Regions from separate parts of the Mus musculus genome. Here region 1 is linked to region 2. A link is a contact called in public Hi-C data. All regions are on one chromosome and are shown on one strand. Each heading gives the region's core, a stretch centred on a gene start, on an enhancer-like site or on the middle of the called end of the contact. The rest is flanking DNA. Distances are from core to core; before and after follow the strand shown. Region 1 overlaps Itga6 (integrin alpha 6). Region 2 overlaps Dync1i2 (dynein cytoplasmic 1 intermediate chain 2).

Evidence for each region. Hi-C and Micro-C count contacts between places; a contact is called where the count stands out from the background.
Region 1: a Hi-C map of bone marrow-derived macrophages shows a contact between it and region 2, with 4 times the contacts expected there. The contact joins two enhancer-like sites. A contact is called at or near these places in 14 of 484 Hi-C or Micro-C datasets (the 3T3-L1 cell line, B cells, the C10 cell line and 10 more) and 1 of 115 datasets of contacts at active chromatin or transcription factors (embryonic basal ganglia).

What each region holds. Positions count from the first base shown.
Region 1 is chr2:71,833,565-71,839,891 of GRCm38.p6, reverse strand. Itga6 (integrin alpha 6) reads right to left here. Exons shown (of 26, transcript NM_008397.4): 10 at 6,098-6,196; 11 at 5,822-5,883; 12 at 1,464-1,624; 13 at 1,171-1,314. Among named protein-coding and RNA genes, the nearest start is that of Pdk1, 36 kb to the left of the region's middle. Within about 2 kb of position 1,836, at least 20 of the 459 cell types and tissues checked have an H3K27ac peak or open chromatin away from gene starts, as enhancers often do. A contact at or near this core is called in bone marrow-derived macrophages, where this site is marked.
Region 2 is chr2:71,246,606-71,252,902 of GRCm38.p6, reverse strand. It overlaps Dync1i2 (dynein cytoplasmic 1 intermediate chain 2), which reads right to left. Exons shown (of 16, transcript NM_010064.4): 6 at 6,119-6,214; 7 at 5,728-5,890; 8 at 5,515-5,614; 9 at 4,957-5,082; 10 at 3,970-4,116; 11 at 3,481-3,594; 12 at 3,051-3,184; 13 at 1,917-2,061. Among named protein-coding and RNA genes, the nearest start is that of Dync1i2, 38 kb to the right of the region's middle. Within about 2 kb of position 4,617, at least 9 of the 459 cell types and tissues checked have an H3K27ac peak or open chromatin away from gene starts, as enhancers often do. A contact at or near this core is called in bone marrow-derived macrophages, where this site is marked.

The DNA.
Region 1 (6,327 bases), core at 587-3,086, 590 kb before region 2:
GAGTTTTTATGAAGATGGGGTGTGAGTTAGGTCTCAAAGTTGCTATATAGTCAAAGATGGCCTTGCCTGTCAGATGCTCCTGTCTCGACCTCCCAAGTGTCAGCACTACAGGCGTGGAGCACTTGCCATTGTTACATGGTGCTGGGGACTGAAGTCAAGGTTTTGTACACACTAGGAAAGCACTCTGCCGACTCAGCCATATCTCTATCCACTGATTGGATTTTGACAGCTAATGTGCAGTGTCAGAGCAAAGCACGTGGTAAGTGCCTGGGAGGCCCTGGGAATAATTTCCAGCACCAAAACAGTAATCAAGATGATAATAATAATAATAGCCAGGCTGTGGGGGCGCACACCTTTAATCTAGCACTCAGGGGGAGGAAGAGGAAGGTGGGTCTCTGAGTTGGAGGCCAACCTGGTCTACAGGGCAAGTTCTAGGACAGCCAGGGCTATGCAGAGAAAACCTGTCTCAAAAGCAAAACAAAAAGATAATAATAACAACAATAATTATAACAATAATAATGCCAGATCAAGATGTCATACTTTCCTAGGCTCATTTCCGCTCTGTCCTAACACACAGATCCCATATCCTACGCCATGCCCAGCAGGCCACAGAATGCACATTTGCTTCCCACAATGACCCGAGCTGCATTAGACACTTTAGTATTTCATTGTGAATTTTTCCTTGCTTTGCTAAGTTTTGCTATTCTTTGGTTTTAATAATATATATTTATCATACTGTGTTGTTCTCGGTGGTAAAATAAAGTATGTCAACTACAGGAGAATGAAGGTTTGGCTAGCTATAATCTCAGTAAGGACCAGGGGCTAAAAACAATGAAGAAAACAAGGAAGAAAATAAAACTCTGGTCCCTAAATTTCATCTTAGGTTGTTATCTTCACTGCTACCTTGAGAAACACCTTCTCAGAGGCCAATTATGAATATAGAAATAAGTGGTATTTCTGTTGATTATTTTTTTCTTAGACAGGATCTGGAACCCTGATTGAGCTGGAATTTGCTGTGGAAATCACACTGACCGTGAACTCAGAGATCTCCTGCCCCTGCCTCCGAGTGCTGGGATTAAAAGCATACACAAGGTCACCATATGTGGCCACAGGAAGTGGCCTGTAAAAAAAAAAATCCAACACTGGCAAAAGAGAAGCCAAGCAGCTTACATCTGTCTGGACCGTTTTGGCTTCATTTGAATTCAGGATGGGAAGAACTTCGGGGAGTGAGTTCACCCGCCGGCGAGAGCTGGGCTCCTGGATCTCCACAGAAGCCGTGATGGGGATGGGACGCAGCTTGTCTCTGATGTTCTCCTGCAAAGGGGGCAGGGACACAGTCAGTGTGCCCAAATGCCAACGGACCTCCGAAACGATGGCAGAGCAGAGATGAACGGTGCTGTTCAGAAACTAAGCGTCTCACAGAACACCGGAGTCCTGTGGAGACGACCCTGGCACACACTCACCTGCAGCCAGAGGGTCTCCTCCATGCACGCCCGCTGCTTCTGCCGATTCAGGGTCAGCTCCTGAGTATACTTTGGCTCGGAACCTTGGTTTCGAAACTGAACTCTCGATGACAACCCTGACTTTCTTCTTTCTTTTTCAGCTTCGAGAATACCCAAAATTGCTAGGTTGGAATGAACAAAATCACGTTAACTTAAAGTGCATCTTCACACCCCCTGAACTACAAAGAAGATGAGTTCTTTTACAGCACTTGCCCCAGAACCTTCGCCTCTCAGAATCTCCTGGAAGGGGGCCTTCTGGTGACCAGAGGGGTTTTTAATCCAATTGTTCTTCCCAGTGCTGTTAGTGTTTTAAATTCTCACTGGACCACCTGGGGGCGCTCGAGAACAAGCTAGAACCTTCTGCAGCAGCTAGGAACCCATCAGTTTCTGGCTGAATATCTGAAACTCAAAGAATACTAAAGATAACTGGAAATCCCCAATGTTCCTGCCCCGGGACTCTTTCAGCCTATGCGTCATGACCTTGGCGGGGGAGAGTCCTTGCTATTTGAAAAGTTGTCTGAGAAAGCAGGCTCCTACAGCAGAACTGGTATTTGCATTATAGCACTGGTAATCAAAGGAGACACATATATTAAAGATAGAAGTCACTGAGAGCAGGAAGAGACACCTGTAATCTCAGTTCTTGGGAACAAGGGGTGCGTTCTTTTACAGGACTGCCATGAACTCAAAGCTACCTTCAGTTACAGTGTGAGTCTGTCTGAAAAAAACAGATTAAAAAGATAGATAGATAATAGATAGAATGGTAGATGACAGACAGATCTGGCTGACATGTGTTCAGTAGCCGGAAGCCAGTTGTTTAGCCTCACACAGCTTTTATACACAAGTCTCCAGCCTGCAGCAGAGGTGGCCAGCTGCTCCGTGGAGGCAGGCCAGGATCGGGACTGTCAGGAGCTCACTTCTGGACTCTGGAATGCATTCTTCACTGGGTCACTGGATGGGGCTACTAACTATGCTTCTCATGGGCCAATACTTCAATCACTTGCATTCATTAAGCACTTGCTAAACCCATCAGAGGAAAGAAAGCACAGGAGTGTACACAGGGAGGAGAAGTCAGCCTCCAAGAAAAACTCAAGAAAATGGAGAAAGCTTATAGTCTACCATTCATGCGAGGGGGAAGGAAATGTCTTTTGAGTGTTTGTTGTTTGTTTGAGACAAATTTCACGTGGCCCTGGCTGCCTGGAACTGCTCCTCCTTCCTGCACGTCCCGAGTGCTGGAGTTACAAGCATGCACCATCACACCTGCTTCATACAGTGCTAGAATGGAACCAGTGCTTTATACTTACTTACACAGCGCCGGGATTAGACCAGGACTTTGTGCATACTAGGCAAGCATTGTACTAACCAAGCCATTTATACTTCTGGCCATGAGACTGTGCGTTTTAATGTCCTCTTTATAAATTAAGAAAGGGCAGCCGGGCATGGTGGTGCATGCCTTTAATCCCAGCACTTGGGAGGCAGAGGCAGGTGGATTTCTGAATTCCAGGCCAGCCTGGTCTACAAAGTAAGTTTCAGGACAGCCAGGGCTACAACACAGAGAAACCCTGTCTTGAAAAACCAAAAAGTAAGAACGGAAATTCTGAACCCTACAGCAAAGGGCAGCATCATCAACAGCTCCAAGTCTCTACCTGGCACACAAAAGCTGGCTGCTTTATACAGAGGCTTAGAGGCCAGGTCTCACCGCCCTTCCCCTTCTGCACTGGCCCCTCTCCTCCTCCTCCTCTCTATCCTCCCCAACTCCAAACTAAACCCTAATCCATTACTCTTCAGATCTTGACCCAGACTTTAACCCAAAAGCCTGTCCTGGCTCCTCCTGAGCCACTGAGAAAATTCTACCTCTGAGGCTATACACTGGGACTTACTGTCCTGCAGAGTGTGGAGGAACTAAGGACAAAGACTGCATCACCCTTGTTCACCAACTGCCACACTTGATAAAAATATCATCCACAGGACAGATGAGTGGAATGGAGTACCTGGCCCCATGCCACCCTACGCAGGGCGTGACACGTATGCATGTGCACACAGTGTGATGCAATCTCTGCACTGAAATCCTATTCACATAGGTAAGACCAAAATTTAGAAGCACTGGCAGTTTCAATAGCAATTTCTCTGTCCATCTGAGATATTCTTAAATGTCACGACTGCCAAATGGAATGCCCCTCATTTTTGGCCTTCTGCAGCCCTGACACCATCCACTTATCAGTGACCTGCTAACTTCCCGATGAACCAAATGAAGGCTCCCAGGCTGAGTGCCCCTCAGGGCAGAAGTAGAGGAGGGCATGGGTACATTAAAACCGTTTAGCTACCAAACCCTCGCTGACCTCTGTAACCTCCAGACAACTCACATCATCTTAAAATCCTTGTAGGTCACCTGTGCTGACCTCCTGAGGAACAAGCCAAGAAAACTCATTAAGGCTCAATTATAAATATCTGTGCATGCAACATCGCACGAAGAGGGCTGTCAAGCTAAAATATCGTGGCCCCACAATAAGCTCACTCTTGGGATACTGGGATATGATGCTGAATGTATTATACTTCTTCAGCTTTGTGGAAATTCTGTTTTATTTCACTGTAAAGTTATTACTGTGGAAGTATAATGAAAGAGTTCTTCCAAGTGAAGAGGCCCACCTATCACAGGCTGCAATAAACACGCAGGTAATGGAATGGGTACATACTATAAAGGAGACGCACATAGCAACAGATGTTGCATTAAGGCTAGAGGAAAGCTCATAACCCCGCTCTATAAAGGCAGTTGTTGGATGGAGCACACCGGTGAGATCTGACACTTATCGTCAAACAATGGTTTGAGGGGGGAAATGTTTTCTCATTTCTTCTCCCTTTACAAGAATCCAGTCTACTCTTATTTCTTGAATTCATTACAAATGCAGGTAAAAAGCATCCAGGTGAAGAAGGTGTGTGTTTGCTTATCATCAAAAAACATGTAACAAGGGGGCTGGAGAGATGGCTCAGCGGTTAAGAGCACTGACTGCTCTTCCAAAGGTCTCGAGTTCAATTCCCAGCAACCACATGGTAGCTCACAACCATCTGTAATGGGATCCGATACCTTCTAGTGTGTCTGAAGACAGTGACAGTGTACTCATATACATAAAATAAATAAATCTTTAAAAAATTAATGCAACAAGAGGTTGGTAAATGGTTCAGGTTGTAAAGTGCCAAGAAAATGAGGAAACACCATTTAAATCTCCAGACTATTGACTTTTTTAAAGCCAGGCATAGTGACCTTCCTGTCATCTCAGTACCAGGGCGGTGGAGATGGCTCTGTCCTGTATAATCCTGAGGACAGAAGTTAGGATCTCCAGAACCCATATGAAAAGCCAAGAAAGGACAGCAGCCTGTGCTCATCAGCCCAGCCCTGGGGCTCACTGGCCAGCCAGCTCTGCTAAAGCAATAAGCTTCGTTTTCAACAAGAGATCTATCTCAAAGAGTAAAGGTAGAGAGCCAGCAATTATGGAAAACACTTGCAGATGTCTTCTGACTTCTACACATATGTGCATGCATACTTACACACAAAAGCACATGCTCGGTTTACCATGTAAGTACATGTATGTACACACACGCACACACACGCACGAATGCCAATCCCACACTGAGCGCCAGAAAAAGACAGTAATTTAATAAATTAAAAGACAAAGTGCCTTCCATCTGGTTGTCTCCTTGATCAGCTTCATAACCCTAGACAATGGTGACTTAGGGGCACTGTTTTAACTGACAGGAAAATTAAACCCAAGGGCCAAGGACTTGTCCTTTGCTGTGAGTCAAGCAGAACTGAAGCCAGAAGCAGCAGCCGGCTCTCTGCTCCTATGGTCAAGCCTTCAGGTACTCAAGGTCCCGTACTGAGCACAGCTTAGACATTGTTGGGCTGCAGTCTCCGTGGGAGGGTCAGTGAGGCTGGTTAACTTGGCGAGTGAACCAGCCGCAGCTGTGCTCTGGCTGCTAGAGCTATCTTTCCACAACAGCCACCCGCCACCTCACCTCACAACCACACAACCCATTTTCCACAGGGCTTTTCAGAAACTGAAAGGGAAGAAGCTGTTGTGACAGCAGGTAAGTGCTCTCCCAAGACATCCCATCCCAAACCTGCTCGCTGCTCTGGAAAATTCAAATGGGGAGCAAATGGAGAGCCTTCCCTCCCTCCTGATTAAAGGGGAGACCACAGACAAACTTCCTCCTCTAGACAAGACTTTATGAGCTCACTTTGGCCACTAGAGTTTTGTTTTCCTGTTATTTATACAGAACTTTCAACCTAGCAGAGAGAAGATGTTTTTAATGTACTGGGCACTTACATATTGGAGGGTTATAACCGGAAGGTTTCGCAGTATATTCAAAACAGGCTTTAACCTTGAGGCTGCATAAAATCAAACACATATTTCTTAAAAGATGCACTGTAGCAGTGGAAGACCCCACCTTGTCCCCAGCCCTCCAGTGTCCCCACTGGCTGCTGGACAGTGTCTCGACTTGTCCCTTTGTCCAGTGCACCCTTCCCCTTCTCAGTGGCTCATCATGTCAAGGAGCTCATCGCCAAGCTGAGAACTGAGCCAGCGCCCAGAAAAGGGACTCACCATATCCCGCTAGGTGAGCCACACATGGACTTCTGGCGGAGGTCAATTCTGTTAGGAGTCACTGTGATGGTTTTTAGAATGTTAATCACTGGCCGGGATCTGTAAACAAGAGTGAGAATGGACCTAAGCCTTTCAGTATCTTTTGAGTCATTCACACATTAGCAGTATTTGCAACAGCTCTGCCTCTTCCCAACCACAGGAGAATGGTATGTGTTGGTGTGACTTCTACA
Region 2 (6,297 bases), core at 3,368-5,867:
TATCGCTCTTGCTCAACTCTCTTCTGGGGCAGGGGAAATGGCTGAGGGGAAAGAGGTGCCCGAGCATAGGCCTGATGATCAAAACGCCATAGTCTGTCTGGCAAGGTAGCAGAAGAAACTAGCCCTGGAGTTGTCTTGTGACTTGTCCTTGTGCACTTTGGCACAAGCACACCTGCATTCACACACATGCACAATACATACATCACACACAAAAACACAAATAAATAAAAGCAACTTCTATGTTGAAACAGAGAAAACAAAAACATAAACTATTAATAAAGCATCTATATAGAACCACAAAACCAAATGCCCATCAGTCTGCCATCACAGGCAAGATGAGCTCTTCATTCTCAAATCCTACTAATGCATATTCAAATTTAAATGACGCTGCAAACTGAATGTCTGACATTTAAAAATCAACCACTCAGTCACCAAATAGCCAAAATAGGAAGGAAGCTAGACAAGAATGTGTCTTGACTCTCATAGGGCTAATACATGAGAAAACACACCCAGAAATCTTGCAACTTATATGGCTATTTGAAGCCTCTGTGGAAATGGTAGATTTTATCTTTGTGATTCTGCATCTTGCTTTGCTTACGAGTAGAGTGTATATTTTCCCATATATACAGATGTAGATCATGCTTGTCTTTGCTCCTGGCTGTGAGACTCCTTTTTCTCTCCCCTTTCTCCCGTGTAAGATCCAAGGATGAATGAGAAGAATGATTAAATGCACTTAGGCTCTGACCCAATTAGAATGACGCCTGCTGCGTGCTGGACAGTGTGTCAGGCACTTTTCTAGATATTTCCTTCATAGACTTAAGTGCTATTTTTGTGTCTGTTAATGTCAAAGCTGAAAATGCTCAATTTTAGAGGGCAAGCTCTGTGAGGCTGTTTTCTAAATCATTTCATGTTAGGCTGAGAGTGGGGCCCAAGACAGGACAAGAGTGAACATGGAGTAACCTCTGGATGCTGAGGCCGGAACTTAGTAAGCACACAACCAGCTCACTACAGTAGAGAGCATCTCTTAACAATACTAGATTTTCTCAAAGATCTTCAAGAACCACAGCATGTCTCTAAACTTTGTTTCATGGTGAAGGATTCAAGAAGTCAACATTAAGATAAAGTAGATTGACAAGAAAGACACGGCCTACAGCACAGCTTACCTAGACTAGGGTACACTGAGTGTGCAGTTTTACTAGCCACACTATGATCGTGCAGAAGAACTGGAAAGCAAGTAAGTTAAAATTAAATATTAAATAAGGTCAAGCAAAATGACAAAGTCTGTCACAGAGGTCACGCTCCCTAAGCTCTGTCTTTGAGACTGTCACTGGCCAAGCCAAGCCACACTCACTGGGATTACTGGAGGAACAGGGAACACTTTCATCACTAAGTAACCAGTTTACTAAGCTTCAATAAAGCAAGCTAGCTATACTACACTAAGACAACACACAGGTGTGCCTTCACAATGATTTCTTAGTGATTCAAGTTTACTGTGTAGTCCTGTACAGGACTTACTGTGAATGGTCTCGGTCTTTTCTCTATTTCCCATCACCTCTGTGAGCCACTGCAGTCCTGAATTAAGTCTCATAGCTCTCCACAGAGCAAATGAATGGCTTTTGTGTGAAGCTGGATAAAATTATATGAGGGAGTATAGGGGATACCAGGGCCTTCTCCCCAACACAATTCAGAGTAAACAGATCTTTGCTTGAGAAGCCTGAGGTGGGAGGAAGCCTACTCTTCAACTGTTTGTGGGGTCATCGTATTTGTCACACTGTGTGACTACTTACTGGGTTCTGCTTACTGCAAAGCAACTCCAAGCCATCTAGGATTTAAGACCATGCCTTTCCCTGCAGCATTAGAGCACCACCTTGTGTCAGGAAATTGACCAAATGAGCAGAATGCTGCGTTTCAGATACCTTAGTTGTCCAAAGTTTAACTGTCCAGTCAAAAGACGAAGTGACAAACAGATGTGAGAAGTCTACTGCTCCAACAGCCGCGTGACAGTGGATTCCAGTGATGGGTCCCTGGTGTCCCTCAAACATCTCACTGATTCCAGCTTTGCTATTTCATAAAAGTGAACATGTTAGGGACCTCTCTTGGAAGTACACCACATATTATTTTCTTAACATTTTTACTTATTCATTTTTAAGACAGTCTTTGTAGCCTGAGCTGCTCTGGAACATACTACATAGGCCAGGCTACATCTTCCTCTGCCTCCAGAGTGTTGAGATTAAATGCCTGCACCATTACACCCAGCAAATGTATCACATCATGGGTTTATACAGCAGACTTTGAATTAATTTCAAACACAATTCTGGGTTCATAGTTTATCAACGTAACTTATAACAAATGCCACTTTATTCAGATGTGGTAACACTACTAATATAGCAGGGGCATTTTAGAGCCATAAACACCATGCTGTTGACAAGAGAACTCAAAAGACCATATCCATGGTGGTAAAACAAGGACAAAGGATGCTGTGTAGGGATGCTATGTAGGAAACAATCTGGACTATTTTAAATTAAAAGCTTTGAAATGAAATGAAGGCAATCTATATTGGAAATGAGGTCCAGATGTTCAATGCTTTTAAAGAACAGCTAGACAATTTCAAAACAGACCGAACAGTAGGAGAACTATTAGTCAGCTTAACATATGTAGTGACATTGCTAGACCATTATCAGAAGGCTCAGACTAAAACTCAAAGTTCAAATGAACCTAAACAGAAAACAGGTGACAATCACATTTATGAACCTGAAGGCCAATATGTGGAACATACACACTGCATTTCTAATGCTGAACACACCTCCTACAGTAACTTCTGTGAGCATATGCAGCACACACAGATCCCTACAACATACTGCAACACACACAATCCAAAAGCACATGAATCCAAACTACTACAGCTAAAAAAAAAATTAACTCAAGTTCTCGTTGCCCAAATTTAATGTCCCAAGTCTAGGAGAGGATTCTACTTAAATACGGAACAAGCTGTTTCAATGAGATGACTCAAGGGAAAATTCTAAACAACATCTAATTCCTACTAAGTTTACCTGCCATGGCGGCATGCTGTATACACAGAACCTTCTTCACTGCCCACAACAAAGTTGTTGACGTCTCCAACAGGGAAAGACATAGATGTTACAGCTACTGCCTTTGACTGTTTATGAACCAACTCCATGCTATCCTAGAGGAAAAAAATGAGAAAATTAATTTGTAAAGCTTTATTTTCAAATTTTATTACAAATCTTCTAGTTTTAACTAGTTTGTATGCTACTGTTTTAATATACTATTAATATAAACCTACCTACCTCAGTTAAATGAAAAAGCTTTGGTAAGATATATTTAAACCATCAACACACCACTTAGATTTATAATCTGTGCAATAGTATAAAAATAGCTTATGATAAAATGCACGTGGGGGTACATATGAAATGAAAACTAATTTTACTTCAAATTTTCACATTCCTAAGTTTAACATACCTGTGGATGGGAAAGCATGTCCAAACTCCAGGAACAAATTTTTCCATCAGTAGAGATGCTAATCAGATTGTGAGCATTTTGTGTTCCAACAACATTTACACAGTAGACAGGGTGCTAAAGACATAAAACAGTTTTCAGAGGTTATTTACAAACAAACAATAACAAAACCCAGAAAAAAATTAGTCTAATTACGGGTATTCCAATTCCTATCAAAACAGGTTTGTTAACCTGCCAGCTTTTGTTCTGTTGCTCTTGGGAGGTGAACCCAGGACCCTGAGCACTGCTAGGACAGCAGCCCATCACTGACTTAGCTTTAATATGAAGTGTGTTGCTATTCTGTTCATTGATAAGAGGTTGTCTTAGAAAACAGAGGACTTTGTGATATATGCACCCTACACATACAAGGAAGCGTATCGAAGTCACTCTCCTAGGACTATATCGTCAGTGGTGAAGGCCAACGGAAGTCTAGGGAAATAACTAGTTACTTACTGTGTGTGCAGCAGCTGACAGCGGCGTTCTCTGGACAGGAGTTCTTTTATTGCTGCGGTTATCCCAAAGCACAATCTGGCCTGAATATGTACCTCCAACAACAAGATTCGGATGAAATTTTGCAAATGTAGCAGACATTACAGCTGACTGCAAAAACGCAGAATTTTTGTATTTAAGATTTAAGTGAGGAAAGTCTGACGAATTAGAAAAACAAATCTATCGGAAATATTTACCTATTACTTAAGGTATTAGAAGTTTTAAAAACAATCTACTCTATTTGAATATTGTAAGAAAAAACTATAGTAGTTTTTGTTCAAAAGTCAAATGTGATCTTTATATGTTTACATGGTTATCAAACAAAATAAAACTTGCTTCAATCAATTTCAGTTTTTAAAGCAAAGTTGGCCTGTGACTGACCTCTAACTATAATATGACAGTAAAGAATATATTAGTTTTGATTTGAAGTATTTATTTTGAATTATGACACTATTAAGATTTTAACTCATACAATCAGTAAGAGTCACAAATTTTAAGTTTTGCTAAATCCACTTTAAAAAAAACTACATCTACTTCCTACTTCAACCACATGTTTTTACTTAAAACTATTTAGTTGCAACTCCTCCGGCCATGACTAAGAGATTCAGGGGCTGAGGTCTAATTATATATTCTGTAGTAAGTCCCACTTCCTGTGAGAACAACGCATTCCAGAAGACTGTCTATATGGTCAATCACAGTAACAGAAAGTCAAAACTGCAACGGACTTTAGGTGTGCTTAACCATGATAAGAGATATTAGAAAAGCTAAAAAGGGCAGATCATACTGAACTAAGAGTGCTCAGCTTTGTGTGTGACAGCTGTTTGCAAATATGGTGTGGTTCAGTAAACGCCAGTCCAATGAAATCATGTTGATGGGAAAAGGAAAAAGGCACTTGTCTAAATTCATGAATGAATCCTTAAACATGGGAAGACAGCTGAAGGACGACCTTACCTGGCAGTGGAACACATACTCTGGGGTAGTTTTTTTGTACTTCATATTCCACACGAGGGCCACACCATCAGGCTCATGAGGAGCCTCTTCATTGTTATTATAGGAAGCCACAAGTAATTCTGGATACTGCTCACAAGAATCAAGAAGGAAAAGAAAAGTACGAATAGTAAGAACTATTTTATGTTCTTAACTATCTATCAAGTTGTTCTGAAAATTATCTTCATAGTTACACTCACCAAGATGCTAGTCTAATTTTAAATTAGCACAATTTAACATTTAAAATGTTTAATTTTTATACAAGTGGTTAGTGGATAATTAAATTAGCAAAATTGAGTTTGAACATAAAGTCCTGAATTTCAAATCTAAAAGCAGTTCCAATTTTTCCTTCTAAGGTACGCGAGTCAATGTGACAATGGCAACGTCAGAAACACCACCCAGTATTATTTATTTAACGTGACATACACTGATTTAATTACAAGAAGTCTTATAACCAAAATAAAACTATATGCTAATTAGAATTAAAAAGTGAGTTATAACAACTGATTTTTTTATACTTACCTGGGATGACCAATCCAAACAACTAACAACTCGATGCTTTGACCAACGCTCATCAAAGAACTGTCGATTTAATGACAGCTTAGCACCTGCTTGAATCTCCCTACAGGAAAAGATCACCCCCCCCAGAAAAGACAGCATTATAACTTGTGTCATTCTTAATATTAACATACTTTTAAGGCTGCAGAAGCTATGACCTTAAGAACTAAATATTACCCTTCTTTGTCTTCCAAGTCTCTCCCACTGTAGTCAAAGAAGATGTTAATCTGCTCAGAAAGGGCTCTTTCTACAATTCTCGTAGAATGGTCAAAGAAACTTAAAAATTCTTCTGAGTGTAAAATCTGTTGCTTTTCTTCTTCAGTTAGTTCATGAGGTGGAGCTGGAAAAAGAGTTTGTCTTTGTTTTTAAAGTATGATTTAGGCCAATTAAATCCTGTCAACTCACTATTATAATATGGTTCAAGAAATGCCACATATTCTTTTGAAATGAAACTCACCTCTGATTTAGAGCATTTTACTCTACTTTAACTCATAAATAATAAAACAAGTTTAAAAAGAACTCAGCAAAACAGAAATAAAACAAAAATTCCTTAAGTATGTTAAGGTACCTTTGCTATCATTCTCTTCGTCTTTTTTCAAAGTTTTCTCTTCTTCAGGTTCAACAGGAGGTTTAGGAGTTGCTACATCATCTTCCTCCTCCTCATCTGAACAATAAACAAAGACTAGCTTAATACAGACAGCTGTAGATTGACTCTGAGGCAGTATCTCAGAGGCATCACAACTCTCC